2 separate regions of the Mus musculus genome follow, and region 2 is linked to region 1. A link is a contact called in public HiChIP or PLAC-seq data. All regions are on one chromosome and are shown on one strand. Each heading gives the region's core, a stretch centred on a gene start, on an enhancer-like site or on the middle of the called end of the contact. The rest is flanking DNA. Distances are from core to core; before and after follow the strand shown.

The links. HiChIP or PLAC-seq counts read pairs in DNA pulled down with a chosen protein or histone mark.
Region 2: an H3K4me3 HiChIP or PLAC-seq map of bone marrow-derived macrophages shows a contact between it and region 1, with 4 times the contacts expected there. The contact joins the enhancer-like site here to the promoter of Plekha8 in region 1. A contact is called at or near these places in 19 of 39 promoter capture datasets (the 3T3-L1 cell line, 3T3-L1-derived adipocytes, the C10 cell line and 13 more), 16 of 484 Hi-C or Micro-C datasets (8-cell embryo, the BV-2 cell line, the HPC-7 cell line and 13 more), 5 of 115 datasets of contacts at active chromatin or transcription factors (bone marrow-derived macrophages, embryonic stem cells and neural progenitor cells) and 3 of 9 other capture datasets (adipose tissue, liver and pancreatic islet).

The regions. Positions count from the first base shown.
Region 1 is chr6:54,593,095-54,598,456 of GRCm38.p6, reverse strand. Plekha8 (pleckstrin homology domain containing, family A (phosphoinositide binding specific) member 8) reads right to left here and starts at 3,346. Exons shown (of 14, transcript NM_001164361.1): 1 at 2,986-3,346. The coding sequence starts at 3,025. It overlaps Fkbp14 (FK506 binding protein 14), which reads left to right and starts at 5,283. Exons shown (of 4, transcript NM_153573.2): 1 at 5,283-5,362.
Region 2 is chr6:54,665,696-54,671,346 of GRCm38.p6, reverse strand. No RefSeq gene overlaps it. Among named protein-coding and RNA genes, the nearest start is that of Gm34249, 11 kb to the right of the region's middle. Within about 2 kb of position 3,511, at least 8 of the 459 cell types and tissues checked have an H3K27ac peak or open chromatin away from gene starts, as enhancers often do. A contact at or near this core is called in 8-cell embryo, bone marrow-derived macrophages and trophoblast stem cells, where this site is marked.

The DNA.
Region 1 (5,362 bases), core at 2,097-4,596:
GGTGTCCTAGAACTCATTAAGGAGACTGGGCTTGGCTTCAGAACTCTAAAAGATTCACCTGCTTCTGTCTCCTGAGTGCTAGGATTAAAGGTGTGCAACACCACACTATGTGCAAGACACCTAGAATGTCTTATTAAGCTTTTCATCAGCATAAATACACAAGCCACATAAAAGGAGTCGTTTATGAGCTGGTTTTGGAGAAAAATTCAGAAGGAAAGAAATCCTGGACAGGGATTTGTATTTTAAAGTAACTACGTAAACTATAAGCAAAAACCAAGTTTTTAAAATAAGCGTCAGACACCACACATCTGAGCCACAGAACACAGGGTTATCGAACTGGTGCTCACCTCAGCCCCACTGGCTAGCTTTCCTAGCACTGGAAGCTACCGAGCACACCAGCAGAGAAAAAGCAATCATCAGTATCACTCAGTGTGACTTCTACAAGCTACAATAACTGGCTTGGTAATATGCCCTCACTGGTACAACAGTGGCATGAATGTTCCGGGCATAACTAACTATTCCTGACTGGATCTAAAGCCTGCTCAATGAAATGGAACCCATTCCTGGTACTGTTAGCAGGGCCAAGAGTCCAAAAGGAGAACCTAATACTATTACCTAATACTGCTATTCAGCTAAACCAAACGCTATAGCACTAAATCAGCTTCTAATGAATTATCTCCATACTTACACATCAGTGCATTGCTTAATACTTAATACTTCTCATCACTATAGATGTCAATTAACCCAGAGACCCTCAACTAGTGAAGGTGTGGGAAGTAAGAGATCACAGAGTGCTCAGTCCAAAATGGAATAAACATATCACCCCCTATTCCTAAGGCCCTGGGATCTTAGTGGAAGGGTAAGCGAAAAGACTGTAAGATCCAGAGATGCTAGAAAACATCAAGGAAACAAGTGTTTTCTGGACATAACAACACAGTTGCAAATATGCACTCAGTGTTTGTGACAACCTGCAGAGGACTTGTGCAAGCTCAAGCCAGACACAATCCCAGCATCGGGGAGGGAGGGAGGGAGGTATGAAATCCCAGCACTGGCTGAGGAACTCCTGGCAGCTGATAGTTGCTGGGAGAGCAAGTGCCAGTTTTCTTTAATGGTATGATCCTTAGCGGGCCCCACTCCCAAGAGTCTCTGAGCATCATTAGCTGCAGGAGATGGAGGAGAAAGAGGAGGAGCAGGAGGACGACTTCAAGGTGAGTAGGGAGTGAGGGTGGAAAGGGTGGCTATGGGAAGAGGGATGAACATGAGCAAAAGGAGCTGTGCGACATTCTCAGAGAACTCGGAAAATATTATTCTAAAGGCAAAGGCTTTCCATCTAAGTTCATCATTCACTCTCCGACAGCAAAGGAGAGCAGAGGGAACCCATGTGATCTTCCTAAGCTAGTGCCATTCTCTTCCAAAGTAAGGCCGTGTTGAATGAAAGCCAATGTGCCAACCGACCCTCAATTTTAAGCAGAGTAGTCTATCCAGAAAAGTAGTCAGCGGTGTGACAGCCTTCAGCCTTCATGGAACAGTGAGTGACACACAAGCCAAAGGAAAAGCAGCGAAGGCTCCAATGCCTTTAGGGCTTTGCCCAGAAGCCACTCAACAGTACTGTCCGTTCTTACTTAGGGAAGAAAAGAGTTGACTCTTACCATCAAACAGATGGCAGGGGCATCACAGAAGATAGATCCACAGAGACAGCTAGAAAAATGTTGGTGCAATGAAGGATACAGAAGACTGTGGGGAGAGGGCATTTTACTACCAAAAGTTTCCACACAGAAAGGGGAGGGAAAGGAAGACGGAAATGATTAAGGTGGGGCAGGAGAAGAAAGTGATTTGTGTGTGTCCGGGCTAGGGTTCAGAGGAGGACAGTAAAGGGTGAAGTTGACTCAAGGGTTTACAATTAAGATACACACCTACTTCTCAGCATTTAGGACAGCATTGGGAGAATGGCACCGTCAAGCCTTCTCTTAAACAACATGCTAATCGGCTTCCAGTATTCAAGGACCTGCAGGCCAGCTTTGAGTTCTTCCTGTATAACCTAATCTCTCTGCTGACATCAGTGGAGATCCTTGAAGTGAAGGCCAGGTCTTAAGGAAAACCTTCTCATCAGACCCTCGGGTAGAGATTTTAAAAAAAATGAATTAACTGTGCTAACTACTATACTACTTGGAGATTCCAGGTACATGCTGACAGGTGTACTTCTGCCTGTACTGGGCTGTGACTTCCTCAAAGTTACTCTGCCAGATCTTCACAAGCCATACACACCTGTCCTTACTACAGAACTGCCCCACCAAAGGATGGGGAAACCCTAGCTCTAGTTGGTAAGATTTCTAGTTTCTGCATCCCCACTGACACGTTAAATGTTAACCCATTTTCCCTAACAAAAAAGTTTAACTTTAAAACGCACCCAGCACTGTTCATATAGCATAGTACTTATAAAATACTGGCTGCTTGGATGAAAATAATGTTCGTTGAGAATCATCTTCAAAGCTGAGGAATAGTTCTAACTTCTGGATAGTTGGAAAGTGCTTCCAAGAGCTAGAAAGGGGGCAGGGTGCTATTTTAAGCCATTGTGCTGGGCAAGACAAGGACACCGTTGTTAATATCTGCATTCATTTTTATGACAGAGTTCTGAAACAAAAGAAATGTTCGGAGAGAAAAGGCCGATCGCCAGCGTACACTTCAGGGCTTAGGGCTGCGGTGCTAGAGTTCCACTACCTCGGTCGGCAGGGGGATGACCCTGAAGGTGCCTAGGGAGATCGACTGCGTGGAGACTCTGGAATCCAGGGGTTGGTGGCACTCGGCACCCTGCAGCTGGGCTGCGCGGCCCAAGCGAGGCCGCCCCCCACCCAATTCGCGAGATTGAGGTGGACCCCGCAGCGGACCCAGGCTGCCGGCTTCACCCGGTACCCAACTCTCCATCCGGGCCGCGAGCCGGCGGAGGGTGCCGCCTGGCGCACCGCACCCACGGAAGCCGGCACTCACCGCTCAGGTAGTTGGTCCACTTGTACAGCACGCCCTCCATGGCACCCGCGGGCCCCTCGTCGCCCCGGCCCGCCGCGGGGACGCCGGGCCGGCCTCACATCCTGGGCCCGGGGGCGGGGTCACCGCGACAGCCTGGGAGCACCAGCTCCGGGTCCCGGGGGCTGCGCCTGCGCCTGGCGCAGTCGGTGTGGACGCCGCAGAGCGGCCGCCAGAGAGAGGCGAGGGAGGCGCGGGAGGCGCGGCCCCTGTGGCGGCGGTCGCGGGCGCCTTCCTGCGGCCACTGAGCCCACAGCGCCCGCCCCGGCGCGCTCGCGCATGCTCACTGCGCTGTGCGCACGCTACCAAATCCACGCCAGGGTTTGGCCACTGCGCGGAGGGGCTGACCGGTGGGCGGGGCTCCGATGCGCACGCGGGTGGCAGGTCACCCATGGGGGTCTAGGCTCCAGGGATCCAGCTTTTAATGACAAGTTTGTCAGTGGAGGAGGATGCGGGCTGAGACCCGGAATCCTCGGATGAGGCTAGTCTGTAGTTTCCGGATGCACTTCTGTGTAAGGCGCTGTTCAAACTGCCGGCCTCTTGACTGGAAGCTTGGTCTCTGGACCGCAGACATTGACTTCACCTGGGCTTCTGTTAAAAAAAAAAAAAAAATCTCTCGGGGGTTCCAGACCTTTTGGATTAAAAATCGGCACTTTTACAAGCTCTCCAAGGGGAATTTCTAAGTACATGAAAGTATGAAAATGCACTGTTGTCAGGATTTTTATCCAAGAAAAGTGTCTATCACAGGTTAGATGGAAGGTGAATGTTGAGAAGAAGCACAACACAACCAAATGTTAGTGTTATAGAAATATGCTCTCAAGGGCTAAAGTGCAGGCATTTTTTCCCTTAGTGTAAGGTTGACAGGTTTAATAAATAATATATCACTTAGTTGGTTATTTGCCTGACTGCACACCTCAATGCCCTGTTTTTGTTGTTGTTTTGTTTGTGTTTTGTTGTTGTTTTAATCTCTTTTGGTGATTTCTAGTTTCTTCTCAGATTGCAGCAATGGACTACATCTGAAATGAGGGCAGCCGTTTAGAACTTTAAGCTGTATAATTGTTAAAACAAGTGCTCTCTCTCTCTCTCTCTCTCTCTCTCTCTCTCTCTCCGTCCTTAAGTATTATCTACTCACCACCAAGGTCACATAAGTGACGAATTATTAGCAGTCACTCATTGACAGCGATGTTTGTAGAATGAAATCAAGCCAAGTCTTAAGGTGGAGTGCCAATTCTTTTCGGCCAAGTGAACTTAAGCAGGGCACTAACTTCTAACCTAATTTTTTTTTTAAACTAGCTTCTCTCCGGGCTAGTTTTTTGCAACTTGATGCAGGCTAGAGTAATTTGGAACGAGGATCTCCGAACCATAAGATTTACCTGTAGGCAAGTCTCTACTGCTTTTTCTTAAATACTGATTGATGTGGAAGGGTCCAGTTCACTGAGAGTGGTGCCACCCTTGGTCAGGTGATCCTAGGTGCTATTAAAAAAAAAAAAAAAAAGCAGGCTGAGCAAGCCAGTAAGCAGCACTCCTCTATGGCCTCTCTACATCAGCTCTTGCTTCCTGATTACTGTTTTGAGTTCCTACCCTGCCTTCCCTGGATAATGGACTATGATATAGAAGTGTAATAGGTAAAAATCCTTTCCTCCCCAACTTGCTATTAGTCATGATGCTTTAACCCAAGAATGGAAACCCTAAGACACTGTCTAAATGGGGGGGGGGGGGGGAGTGGGTGGGTGGGAATAGCCACGTTAAGTTAGTGAGGATCTTGCACCAGAGTGTGCTTTGCGAACCTTAAAGCATCCTAGTAGGTCCTTAGAGTTTCTGTTCTAAATTAGTAACCATAGTTCTGAGCCTTTATTTGTGGCATCTTGAAGAAGGCTGCTTCTCAGTGTCTGGTCTTTCCAAAAACCCGAGTGTCACCTGGCTCCAGACTCCGCAGCTGGAATACTTCACTGAAACAACCCTTCCCCCATCTCCCACCCCCGAGGATGTTAGCCTGGATCCAGCTGCCTTCCCGAGGTGGGAGAATTTCCTAATCAGCGGGCTCTAGGACTGTTCCGAAGGGGCACATCCGAGCCCAGGGCCCAACAGCACACAGAACCACTACATTTTTTTCGGCGCCATTGGCTGGGAGGCGCCTGAGGGACAGCAGCGCCAGCCAGTGGAAGGACGCCTTTCCCTAGAAGCTGCCTTATTAGAACCAATCATGTTTGGATGGGGCTTTAACTCTTTATTGTGAGTTCGCTGTCTGTGTGAAAATTGTTAGAAAAAGTGCCACGTCTTCCTGGGAGTGTGTCTGTTGGGGGAGTCCTGAACTTGCTTGGCCTAAGCTGTCTCCGCTTTT
Region 2 (5,651 bases), core at 2,262-4,761, 73 kb before region 1:
CCCTCCCCTTCCCTCCTCTCCCCTCCCCCTCTCATCCCCCATTCCCTGACATTGCCCCCATCTCCCCCTCTCAATAGAATTACCTTTACATTTGACTCCTTCACATCAGCACTTTCTTCTCTCTAATGGCCACTGTTTCTCCTTTTCCAGACATATGGGTGAAAATGGTTTTCTATATGGCAGCTTATACTCACCAACATCCACTTCACCACAGCTCACAGGCCATCCACCATGCCTGTATCCCAGCTCTCTGGGGACAGGCATCAATGGAGCTGAGAGGGGGTTGCCACTATCACAACCATGTCTTCCGTATGAAGATGGGGCATTCTCAGTGAGCGGGAGCACAACTGAGCATGCATTCCATATGGCACCTATTTCAACAACTCAGATAAGTACACAGGGGGTGGGGATGCACTCAGCAGTGAAGAACACCCTCAATTCTTCCAGAGGACTTGGGTTTGATTTCCAGCACCCACATCAGACAGCCCACAGCCTCCTGGACCTCTAGTCCAGTGGATCTGGTGCCATCTTCTGCACGCTGCAGGCACTCCCATACACATGGCACCAATATGCACAGACACACAGATAAATAAAGAGAAATCTTAAAAATTACACATGAGTTCATGACAGCCCCATAAAGAAGAGATTTAAAATGTGAGACTCAGGATTTTGTTGTTGTTGTTGTTATTTTTTTTTAAAGATTCATTTATTTATTATATGCAAGTACACTGTAGCTGTCCTCAGACACTCCAGAAGAGGGAGTCAGATCTCGTTACGGATGGTTGTGAGCCACCATGTGGTTGCTGGGATTTGAACTCTTGACCTTTGGAAGAGCAGTCGGGTGCTCTTACCCACTGAGCCATCTCACCAGCCCCACTGTTGTTATTTTTCAAGACAGGGTTTCTCTGTGTAGCCCTGGCTACCCTGGAACTCACTATGTAGATCAGGCTGGCCTTAAACTCAGAGATTCACCAGTCTCTGCCTCTCAAGCGTTGGGATTAAAGGTGTGCGCCACCACAGCCGGGCTAGACTCAGGATTTTAAAATAGCAACAAAAACCCTTGGAAGAGTGTGTATTCAGAGGATATAGAATCGCAACATAAGTCATAGTAAGCCTTTTAAAGAAACAAATTTGGGAAAATATCACAGCCCAGAGCCCAACACTCACGGTGTGTCGGGGTCTTGCATGACCTGTGTATTCTTGGCAGTGAGGATACTGAGAGATCCAAATATAGGGATGATGACATTTCTTTCCCAAAGCGACTTAGAGTAGCCAGATGGACCAGTCCCTGCAGCAGTTCATAAGCTAGGCTGCCGTGATTCTGCCGCTTAGAAGGAAGGTCATTGGGTGGAAGCCCAGGCAGAATCAGGAGATTCACCCTCATCATCTTGTGTTTTGGGGTCATTGCTCTTCTGTTTCTCTCTGCAGACAGCTTTTATAACTGAGCTGCCTCCCAGGGACTCATCATAAATGGAGAGCATGGAACTCCAAGAAAGATGCACTAAGACACCCACAGGCTGGACTAGCCACACATCTCCTGGACACCAGTGGTCTTCCTTCAGGAGAACAGGGCTGACTGGGAACTGCGGTGTGCAGCAACCTTCAGCACAGGTTGAAAGGCTGCAGCACGCACATCACCAGCTTGGGGATCATGCTCTCTACCGAACCCGCTGCTTTCCCACCTCCCCGAGGGAAGATTGTCTCATCCAGGGCTGGTCTGCACATACACAGAGCGAGCTAAGCATGTGGCTTGCTCCTGAGGTCCACCTGGCTCAGCCATTCTCCAAAGTTCCTAGTGACTGTCTTTGCTAGCTAGATGTAAGGAATTCTAACTGGCTTGAAACAGGTCTAGACCTGTATAGGGAAGATATGCACACCATTCCCTGCAGGGTAGATCCATACTGATGAGGTCAGAACCTCTGGGAGCAGCAGTTTGGGATCTGAGACACTGCTTCTTTATTGATTTCAAAATTGAAACAGCATCTGCTCTGAGATGTGCGTCTGAAAAGAGAGGCAATGATTAAGCCATGAACGAGAGCAGTCAATTCATTGTCCAGGCAAGAAGCCTCTATAAACCATAAACTGTTCATCCTGTCGGTGCAGTCCCTCTGGAGTCTGTTTCTGACCAGGGTCAGAAACACAGAAGTGGATATTTTCCTGATACACACTGTGAGTGACTACCCCTTGGGACCAGCTTCCCAGGGAAGGAAATGGAAACACATCTTGGTCCACAGAGAGGTACATTGACAGTGGGGAGAGGTTACGTGTTATCCTGGGTAACCTTGCCACTCTAGGCTTCAGAGTCTAATCACAGGATGTAGCTTTGGCTCTACCCCTAGGTCTGTGTTTCATTTTCTTATGGGTAAAACAGACACATAACACACACACACACACACACACACACACACACACACACACTCCAAGGTTAGCATTGGTAAAGAACAAACTGGAAATCATATACTCAAAGGTTTAGATGGCGTGAAAAATACCATTGAGGTACATTTCCAAGAATGAGATGCTGAAGATGTTCAGGGGTAGAAATTTGGACATAAAAGTTTTATCTTAAGAATTTTCATGAATTCAATAAAAACCTTAAAAACATACTTTAAAATTTTTTGGTTTGTTTTGTTTTTTTCGAGACAGGGTTTCTCTGTATAGCCATGGCTGTCCTAGAACTCACTTTGTAGACAAGGCTGGCCTCGAACTCAGAAATCTGCCTGCCTCTGCCTCCCGAGTGCTGGGATTAAAGGCGTGCGCCACCATGCCCAGCATACTTTAAATTTTTTAAAAATCTTTTTCAAAAAATTAAGGTAGATTCTAACCATTTACCCTCTTCCCTTTCCTCCCACCAGTTGCTACCATACTCAACCCCCTAAACCAATTCATAGTCATCGTCTCTTTTTCTGTAGTTGTGATATGTGTGTATGTATGCATTACATTATATTATTAGTTGTGTAATATATATGCATTAATATATAATACAATCTGCTAGGTCCACTTATTGTTGCTTGCATGTTGTGATGGTTTGTATATGCTTGGCCCAGGAGTGGCACTATTAAAAAGTATGGCCTTGTTGGAGTAGTGCCGCAGACCCTCTTGGTCCCTTGTCTGCGTGGAATGGGTCTCTGGTCACAGGTAGGCAAGGAGTTGGCAGGAATTGACAGACAGACTCGTCACAAGGGAGTGTGGATCTGAATGTTATTTGTCAAATTTTTATACAGAAGAAAATAGGGAAGTTGGTGGTTACTGGATTCTTACACAAAACAGAGGAATGCAAACACGGAAGAACTGACAGGAACCAACTGGGATAAAATTCAATGTTAACAACTGGGATCAAAAACAGCTGCATCTAAGGTCCACTTAATCTTAGAAGCAGGGGCAAGGGCTTCGTGCCCTTGCCATAGTTCCTACTCTAGTCTATTGTATAGTCCACCTTCCCCCTAGGCCATTGTAAATACTTGTGTATGGGTGTAACTCAGCTATCTGTTGTTCTAAGTATCTACCCTGGTTCCTCTTTAGGTCACAAACTTCCTTCATCCTAGTTAATGGTAAATTCCTGTGTAGGGCAGTGACCTAGCTATCCATGCCCAAGGTCGGGTCAAGGACTTCGAATCAAGGACTGCCTAGAATCTAACTTAGCTATATGTCAAAATATCAATCCTTAAGAGCACTTGTATGACACCATTGCATACACTAGCAAGATTTTGCTGAAAGGACCCAGATATAGCTCTCTCTTGTGAGACTATGCCGGGACCTAGCAAACACAGAAGTGGATGATCACAGTCAGCTATTGGATGGGTCACACGGCCCCCAATGGAGGAGCTAGAGAAATTACCCAAGGAGCTAAAGGGAACTGCAACCCTATAGGTGGAACAACAATATGAACTAACCAGTACCCCGGAGCTCTTGTCTCTAGCTGCAAATGTATCAAAAGATGGCCTAGTAGGCCATCACTGCAAAGAGAGGGCCATTGGACTTGCAAACTTTATATGCCCCAGTACAGGGGAACGCCAGGGCCAAAAAGTGGGAGTGGTGGGTAGGGGATTGGGGGGGTGGGTATGGGGGACCTTTGGGATAGCATTGAAAATGTAAACGAGAAAAATACCTAATTAAAAAAAAAAGAAAAAAAAAGAGCACTTGTAATAAAGCAATATTAAGGGAAAGCACACAGATTCGTTTACCAACTAAAGCAAGGACATTGGAGCATTCTTTATACAGGATGCCACGATTCCAGGAGACTAAGTTTCCGTGAACTTTTCTCCTCGGGACAGCACCCAGGTTTTCGGGGTCTGTTGCACTTGTCACTACTGGAGTGGATGTAGCAGAGTAGGTGTTTCACTGTGAGTGTGGACTTTTAAGACCCTACTCCTAGCTGCCTGGAAACTAATATTCTACTAGCAGCCTTCAGATGAAGATGTAGAACTCTCAGCTCCTCGTGCACCATGCCTGCCTGGATGCTGCCATGTTCCTGCCTTGATGATAATGGGCTGATCCTCTGAACCTCTAAGCCAGTCCTAATTAAATGTTGTCTTTATAAGAGTTGCCTTGGTCATAGTGTCTGTTCAAAGCAGTAAAACCCTAATTAAGATACATGTATATGATTTCTGAGCTTACAGCTTGATATTGGATAACCAATTAAGGAGGTCATCTCTTGGGAAGGTTAATGCATTCTCATTCTCTCTCTCTCTCTCTCTCTCTCTCTCTCTCTCTCTCTCTCTCTCTCTCTCTCTCTCCATCCTGTAGTCTTTGTCTAGGGGTGGAGCCCCAATGAGGCTTCCCTCTTCTACATCGATATGTCTGCTGGTGCTGTCCTTGGTTGGTCTAGTTTAGGCAGCCACACTGTTGAGGTACCATGAGCAAAACTTCTCTGGTGTTTCTAGGAGACATCATCTTACAGAAGATGCCCTGGTCCTCTGCTTCTTACGATCTTTCCTCCACTCTTTTTCCAAGTTCCCTGAGCCCTAGGTGCAGTTGTTCTGTTGTAGATTTACCATCTGAGGGTGGGCACCCCAGGATCAGCTGTTCTTTGCATTTTGACCAGTTGTGGTTTTCTGTAATGGTTTCAGTCTCCTGCAAAGATAAGCTTCTTTGATGAGAACAAGAGCAAGATTCATCTGTGGGTATAAAGATGAGTATTTAGGATGCAGTTAAGAACTAGGCTAGTTTAGCAAAGCAGCAGAAGAAAGGTCTCTTCTAAAATCCATGGCTTCACTAGCCTCCTGGAGTTAGCTAGGTTTCCAGTACTAAGCATGTTTTCCCTCCTGTTGAGCAGGCCTTAAGTCCAATTAGACAGTTGTTGGTAGCTGCCATGGTATTAGTGCCACTATTGCACCCTTAGGGATATCTGGTTATGGTTGTGGTTTACAGGCACACCTTTAAATCTCATTCATCCACTCACACACTAGAGAAAGAGAACTGTTGGTGATCATAAGGATATCCTTAGGCTTGTCTTAGTAATTATAGCATAGTGAAACACACACACATAGTGTGGTTTGATGAATGTCACGTGACAATCATCACTCTCTTCTACGGCATTTTCATTAGCTTAAGTGAAATATCCATCTCATTAGCCATATCCCACTCTACTCTCTTCACTCCTGGAAAGCACCAATCTGCTTCCAGTCTCTATATTTAACCTATAAATACCTCAT